2 separate regions of the Cricetulus griseus genome follow, and region 2 is linked to region 1. The links are chromatin contacts, called in public Hi-C maps. All regions are on one chromosome and are shown on one strand. The core of a region is the stretch at or near the end of the contact, and the rest is flanking DNA. Distances in the headings are between cores, read along the strand shown.

Region 1 (3,728 bases), core at 222-2,721:
TCTTGCTCTGTTTAAAACCATTATTTATGCTTTCATTTTGTGTTGGTGGTGGTGTTCCTGTGCCTACGCAAGTACGTGGAGGTCAGAGGTCAGCTCTTAGGAGTCAGTACTGTCTTTGCATGATGGAGTCCTGGGTCTAGAGCTCAGATAGTTAATCTCGGTGGCAAGCACCTTTACCTACTGAGCCATCTTGCCAGCTCCTCACTTAGATTTTTTTTTTTTTTTTATCAGTTTACCTTTGGTATCATTTTCAGGATCCTTTATTGTATGCTAAGAAAATATCCAGGTTTATTTCTAGCATCAAATTTGCCTGAGTTTAGTTTTCTTTTGAAAATATTAATCATATATAATTCATAAATCAAGAGGTGTTGAGAAATCTTGGTTTTGTGACGCCTGAATTCTGTTGGAAAGAAGTAAAGACTATCTGTGCTGGAGTGAAAAATGATACATTAAAGGATGCTAAGTTTTAGAGTGTAGTTAAGGACTGTTAATTTATTTAGTATTTAACTTTGCTTGTTAGCAGTATGCTCAGGCCTACCAGTAATTTTGGGGGGAAAAATAATAATTTGTAGCTATCTATGAAAAACCAGGAAAACTGTAAAACTCACAGAGTACCATTTTCCCACTGTCACACATATGTAAATGTTTTACTTTTGTCTACTGGGAGAATTCTAGATTGAGCAGAAACCATTTTTATATGAGAATTGCATTTCCACCTCTCTAGCTATTATCACTTGGAGATAGTTCATAGCTGTATAGTTAGTTCTCTTGAATTGATCTCTGTGTCACATAGCTGAACCCATAGGGGTTTTTAATGTAACAAAATAGTCAGTGCTGAAATTGTCTTACATTGTACAATTAAAGATACACTTTATAAGTCACATTTTATCCCATGTGACTTTTCTGGGGAGCCTAGCTAGCATGATAATCCCAAAAATCAAGCTTTCTAGGTAGGGTTCCCAAGCAACCTCCCAAATGCAAGGAGTCGTCGGTCTGTGCTGCTAGTGCACCCACACCATCTCACAGGATGAGGCTCACTTCCTCCTGAGTATCTACTTCTGTTTTTTGTTTTTGTTTTTAAATACAATCAGATTCTTAGTTGAATTTATTTTTGTAATTAAACTCATCTTTTCTTTTAATTTCTCTTCAGCCTTGGGAAGTAATGTTTGAGTTGTCTTTTATGTTAAAACAGGTAAACTTAACGTCATAGCAACTTAAGTACGGCATTCTCAAGTTTAAAAAACAACATTTATAGCCAGACGGTGATGGTGCATGCCTTTGATCCCAGAGACAGGCCATCCATCCTTGCCTCTCTTGAGTTCCAGGACTGGCTCCAAAGCAACACAGAGAAACCCTGTCTCAAAAAATCTCAAAATTTAAGCCAGATATGGCAAACTGTAGTGTGGAACTATTTTCAGACCCATGATCTACTCCTTGCTCCCTTTATCTTACTTTATAACACGCTTTGTCTCCTGGAATTGCCCCAGTTTTCCTGGGTGACTCACTGCTCTGGAACTAGCGTGTTGGAAGCTTGGCATCTGCCCCAGACCATTTTTTTCTAAGACCTTCATAACTTATTCCTTGACCTTTGCTTTCTGATCAAATGTCATGGAGGTTTTTCTCAAGTTACTCGACCTAAAATAGAAACTACTAGAGCTAGGGAAATAGCTCAGTCAGTAAAGTGCTTGTCATGCAAGCATGAGGGCCTGAGGCAGATCCCAAACCCAAGTGAAAATATTGGATGTAATACCTCATGCTTGTAAGCCTTAGCAAGGTGGATCCCTTGGTGAGCTCCAAGCCAATGAAAAGACTGTCTTAAGTGAGGTGAATAGTGTTCCTGAGGAATGTCACCTGAAGTCCTCTAGCCTCTAGATGGGCAAACAATAGAATATCTTTACTAGTTCCTCTTCTTGTCCTGCTTCATTGTCACTCTAATGCCCTGTGCTCTGAAGGAAGCCTGTCTCTCCTCACCCCGTGGCAGTGTTCTTGAGACACAGGACCATTTACTTAAGAGCCTGATACATAAGTACTCGGCAAATCATTGTTACCTTCATGTTGTAAAAAACCTCTACATGAATTTACACAGTTCCAGTTTTTGTCTTAAAATGGCTGCTAGGAAGAATAATGGTTAATAACTTAGTAAACAGTTGAAAATGTATAGATAACATGGGACCAGAGAGATGGCTTATTAGTTAACAGTGCCTGCTGCTCTTCCAGAGGACTCAAATTCAATCCCCAGAACCCATGTGTCGGGTTCTCACAAACTACCTGTAACCCCAGGGGCATCCAATGCTTCTGGCCTTTTCGCTCTTACATACACGTACACATCACTATACACATAATTAAAAGTAAAATATTTGGAAATGTACAGCATTACATTTTATGCACGTTATGAAGGTTTAGACAAACAAGAAAATGCCACAGTTCTTGTTAAGAATGAAATAGCTAAGTGATTTGCTTGTATGTTATTCCACTAAGTGATGAAGCTTGTGTTTTATGTGCACAGAGATTCACTGAATTTTTTTAATGTTTATTTAGGAGGGAAAGTTGGCCTAGAAACTTTGCATTTGTAGAAGCAGACATCCTTTCTAGAAATAATTGAAGCAGCTGTTAGTAGTGTTTTCATTTTTTGAAATGCTCATACACTGACTTTCCTTAATGTGAACAGCCTGTAACTGAACTTTGACTTCAAATTTATAGCCATTTTTATTCTTTCAATTTAGCTTAGCTCACAAATTTTTTTGATATTTTCTGAAGCTTTCATGGATTAAGCTTCATGTGATTTATAATTGGGTAGCTAGAGTCTAATCTTAACCATTTGAATTGTCTGGGAACATTGATCAGTGGTAGAATACTTTTCTAGCCTAATCCCAATACTGGAGGGGAAAATCAAAAGACAAAAGAACCATTTTATTCTAACCCTAAAAAGATTTGGCTACCATTGGGAAAAGTCCTATCCTGCTTAGTTTCTGCTGCCTTAGTTGACTCTTAGAGGAATCATTTATTGAGGGATGTGTCACTGTGTGTAAATGAATTCCTGATGGAAACTGTTGTTTTTTGTGCTGTACCTTATGTCTGTGGAATATAACAGGACATGTATCAGGTAATTGCCCCACACAGGTCTTACCCTTCCCTGTCTATAAAACCTCTGTCAATATAAGTAGGACTGTAGCTTCATCTTTGTAATGATGAAAGCAGTTGGCAATTTAAAGATGTCTTTTCTTTAAATTCTATGTTGTGTTTAATTCATGGCCTTTATCACAGTGCTCTTTGTAGACTTAATTATAGTAGATTGTTAGAGCCTGGGGTATAGCTTGGTATTGGGGAGGACTAGAGAAGAAATCATTAGTTTGAAACAAATGTGAGCTTTTGTACCACCTGTGTGAGGATAGTGACTAAACCAATCGACAAATTCAGCTGAACTATTTATTATAAAAGTCCCAGTGTAGTGATTTTAAAACCTGTGTACTTCTGCTGGTGGCTCACAAATCTTAATTTGTTAATTTTTTTTTTTTTTTTTTAATTACGGATGTGTGGGAAGGTCGTGGCGTTTGCTTGTGAATCTAAGCTTTGCTTAGTAAAATATGTTGAAATGGGGGAGGTGGACATTCAGCTCTGGGGTTATTTCTTTTAACAGAAGAGTCGAGTTTGTATGAACCTCTCTCTCCCATCAGCACAGAATGAATTCTCATATTTTACTTAATGCAAAGGGAAAATTGAAGCTTCTT
Region 2 (4,245 bases), core at 432-2,931, 42 kb before region 1:
TATATTCCGAGATTGAAAATGCAATTCGTTTAGTTAGTGGCATTTCTGTAATAAAACAATAGCTCCCTTAGAATTTTAGAATCTGCCCACTTCCAAAAAAAGGACCTAAAGCCTCGTATTAAAACGATCATTTCAAACGTTGCAAGACAGAGCACATTCAAGGGCTTGTCTTAATAAAGTGAAATTATGCAAACACAAAGCATCCTACAATATGGTGGCAAGGCTCTTCTTCACAATCATCTCCGACTGCCCTCTTACCTGCCAGTTTCTTCAGTCAGTCTAGGTTTGAAAGACAGTATTTGGGGTGGAAACACTAAAAGCAACTAAAATGACTAAGCAGATTTCTAAGCAAAACTGCTTACACAAAATAATTGTATACCTAGTGAGGTCTTATAGTGTTTAGGTGAAAGGGGCAATGAAAATAATTTTCTCAAGAACTTTCAAGGGAATAAAAAAAAAAAGATGAAAGGCACGGGATTGAATTCTATAATTCTTCCTTATATCGGTGTTATTGTGAAACATTACATCTTACGCTTTATCAAGGGCTCTGGGGCGGCTGCTAATCGCTAATGAACGCTGCAGATACCTTAACGCTGTGGGCAGCCACGGTGCTCCGGGTTTGAAGTGCTTGTATTGCCCACACTGCTACGACAGGCAATGGTCCTACTAACACGTATGACTAGCAGTCAATCCCTCCGCTCCGAGAAAGCCTTTGAGGATCCTTCCTCCAAGCCATCCCCTGATCTAAATAAGACTCATGATCTGACGTTGCTGGACCCTCCAAGTCTCGAAGGCCAAGCTGATGTCTACACTAGGTGGGTCTAAATCCACCAAAATGTCCGCGGGAGCGCTCTCCGGGGCCGGCCTCAAGACACTCCTCACATGGCCTTCCTTCACTGTCCTTTGAGGTGGTTTATCTGAGGAACTCGGAAGCCGGCCGGTTCTCCCGGCGTCAGCAGGGCGTGCGTCAGGGAATGGAGCTTGCAGCCCGGCGCGATCCCCCTCCCAGAGGTGTCAGCAACCACCCACTGCGTGAAACCGGGCGGGGGAGGCGCGCCGCAGCCAGCCGCCCGAAGAGCGCTGCGGCGCGGCCCTTTTCCTGAGTCACCCCGGCGCCCACGCCGCGGCCTCCTCCTCAGGCACTCGCTCTCCTCACGCCCCGGCCGCCTCGCCGGCAGGGGGTCCATCCGCCACCTCACCCCCAGAGGCCGCGGCCATCCCCTAACCCTCGCCCTCCGCTCTGGCAGCCGTCAACCGACCCTTCCCTGCCCGCATCACGTGCGCCTGGAAGTGCGTGGGTGGGTCCTACAGCGCCTACGGAAATGACGTCGGTCGCCCCGAGTCGCATGATGTGGCAAAATGTTAAAAAAAAAAAAAAAAAGAGTGGGGGGAGGGGAGGAGGTAGAAACCGGAGCCTGGGGAAAGTGATGAGTCTTAAAAAAGTAGTCCCTCGGCCCCTCTGTTTCCTCGCAGTCGCCGCCGCGAAGAGCGCTCCGCGCACTGCGTCCCTGAATTCCTACGCCCGACCGCGGCGCGGCGCTCGTGGAAGGCTACATAAGGCGGAGGGGGTGAGGAGGCTGGGCGGAGTTCTGCCCCGGGATCCTTCCGCAGGGCTCAGCCGTTTCCGGAGTCTGCGCTGCTCCCGGTTCCGCCATTGCGGCTCTCCCGGCCCCTGGAGCCTCCGCCCCCGACCCAAGCTCTTTCGTCTGCCTGCCAGTTTCCTGCGTCCCCGGAGAGTATCCTGCTGAGCCCAGCCTCCCCCCCTTCCCCTTCTCCTCCTCTCCCTTGGAGAGCCCGGGCAGGCACTGCCCCGTAGCCCAGTGACAGGAGGAGACCATACCCCCCGACAGCGCCATGGCCCAGATTCTGCCAATTCGTTTTCAGGAGCATCTCCAGGTGTGTGTGGGTCGGGGCTGCCGAGGGCCTTTTCGTGGGTAGAGGCAAAGAAGGAGCCGGCGGCCCGGCCCGAAAGGGATCGAGGGGAGGCGGGGGGGGGGGTTGGTATTTGGCGTTAGATAGAGGAAGGGACACTGTCTTAAAAGCTTAAAGGGTTAAGTGATATTAGACTAGGATGGAAATGACGAATCGGAGTGCAAAGGGCGGCGAGGCCAGGCCTTACGTCTGACGGCCTCTTATTCTGCTTCCTGAATTGCAAGAATTGCACATACTAGACTCGACTCCCTTCCCATTTCACTCAGTTCATTCATTTGGGTAGGGGGTATGTGGGAGAGATTCTCGCACGTTTCTTCCGGAGCGAGAATTCTCGTTAACCCTGGGCTGGTGCAGGGCTGTCACCTTCCCTTGGTTTATTCCCGTTTCCACACCTAGTCTGCACCCAGAAATTGTGTGTCGGGTGGGTTGGGGAGGAGCAACCTTTTTCATCCTCCCTCTGCAGTTCACAACTGAGAAAGGCACCTTGGGGTAGGGGTAGGCAGTGGCTTGTGTCTTGTCTTCCCTGAATCTATAAGGAACCGAACGAAGGTCACTCACTGCAGGAACAGAAAGAAGATAGAATAGAGGGGCGGCTAGGGGCGGTGTCAGCCTCTGGGTGCCTGGGGTCAAGGTCCCAAGGGGAACGCGCATATTTTTCCTTTCTTGGTTTCTTCGTAGGGTGGTGTAGCTCTTAGCGTCACTTGGATTCTAGAAGGCAGGGAGAGTTATTTAGAGGTTATTTGTGGCCTTTTGGAATCTAGCAGGTAGTACAGTCTCACAGGACTGTGTGGAATTCAGCAGAGCCTGGTAGTAAATGCATACCTGCTCTGAGTCAGTACCAGACCAGTTGATCTGTAACTGGCTTCTTTTTAGTAGGTTGGGCGACCCCCCCACCCCCAACTGTGCCTTATCCTGGAGTTAATACACCATTGTCTAACCTGGCAGCATGCCAACGGTTGGCCTAGGCAGGTGACCATTGGAGGGCTTCGCTGAATTAAGCTTCTTCCGAACTGCTGATTTTCCTGATTCACTTGTCCTGACTCTTTAACATTATTCATTCATATCAAGTTATCACCCCCAACCCCCCCCGCAAATATCCCTGTGAAGAAGCTTGCTTTCAGGTCTGACTTCTAAAGGGCTAATTTCTGAAGGAAGACGCAATGGTCCAATGCAAATAATTCATCTGTTTTGGCAATAAGACCACAATTTTGCAAAAGTCTGAAAAATGGCAATGCTGATCAAGAAGTGAATTTTTGTCCTCAGTTCAAACTTGTTTTGGGTCCCTCTGTTAAAAAACGAATATGAAGAGTTAGTGACTTCACATTGTTCCTGAATCCTAGTGGACAATGGGCTTGTCTGCAGTAAAGTGCACCAAAAATAACCTTTCTGCAAGCATGTTTATAAACCATACACAAGAGAAGCAAAGGCAGTTGCTAATCGTTTCACATGACCTGTGGTTTGTCCCTTGGTAAATCTTATTTGTTGGTCATTGGTGATTTGAGTAATAGGTTTTCATTTTTAATAAATAACAAGAATTGTTGAATGGTCCTACAGATTGGAATCCAAACTTGTCCCTAATTAAAATAAATTTAATGCAGGTGTGGCATGTGAGGAACAATTTCTGCAAATAATTGAAACTGTTTCCTTCTCAAATGTGAAGCTTTTGAATATTTACAAAATAGCTTTACAAGTATTCTTGAAGGTCTCTGACATTTATTTTTTGTAGGATCATATTCCACTTTAAGCTTATGCTTGGCTGGTAGGATTCCACTCCAGTAGATAGTGACCAATTGCACCAAAAGTCCCAAACACCATTCTCTTCCAGGATAATGTATCTCCTGACCTCAGGTTTTTAGCCCCTCTTTTAACGCATTATTGCAAGGGTTATTTCAGTTGTCATCTTAAGTCTTTGATTTCCAAGCCTCTGCCATTCTGCTTAGTAGAAAACAGTTTTCTAAAACACATAGAAGAACTGTAAATGAGGAACTAGAGAGTGTAGTGTTAACTTGTGAAACTTAACAGCAAACTCTTAAGTTTATGTTAAACTTTTCTTTAAATTTTATTTTTATTTTATGAACATTAGTGTTTTGCCTGTCCGTGTGAGGGTGTCAGGTCCCCTGGAACTGGAGTTTCAGGCAGTTGTAAGCTGCCATGTGGGTGCTTGGAATTGAATCTGGATCCTTTGGAAGAGCAATCATTGCTCTTAACCACTGAGCCATTTCTCCAGCCCCTATTTTAAGACTCCTGCAAATAAAATATTGCTATTTATTTCCATGATGTTCTGTCATTGAGGCTTGGAACAACAATCATATC

Evidence for each region. Hi-C and Micro-C count contacts between places; a contact is called where the count stands out from the background.
Region 2: a Hi-C map of the CHO-K1 cell line shows a contact between it and region 1, with 2.2 times the contacts expected there. The contact joins the promoter of Cltc here to the enhancer-like site in region 1. A contact is called at or near these places in 2 of 8 Hi-C or Micro-C datasets (the CHL-YN cell line and the CHO-K1 cell line).

The regions. Positions count from the first base shown.
Region 1 is chr7:99,953,539-99,957,266 of CriGri-PICRH-1.0, reverse strand. All of the region lies in intron 14 of Cltc (clathrin heavy chain 1), which reads left to right. Among named protein-coding and RNA genes, the nearest start is that of Ptrh2, 35 kb to the right of the region's middle. Within about 2 kb of position 1,471, at least 2 of the 6 cell types and tissues checked have open chromatin away from gene starts, as enhancers often do. A contact at or near this core is called in the CHO-K1 cell line, where this site is marked.
Region 2 is chr7:99,995,468-99,999,712 of CriGri-PICRH-1.0, reverse strand. It overlaps Cltc (clathrin heavy chain 1), which reads left to right and starts at 1,681. Exons shown (of 33, transcript XM_027426351.2): 1 at 1,681-1,896. The coding sequence starts at 1,855.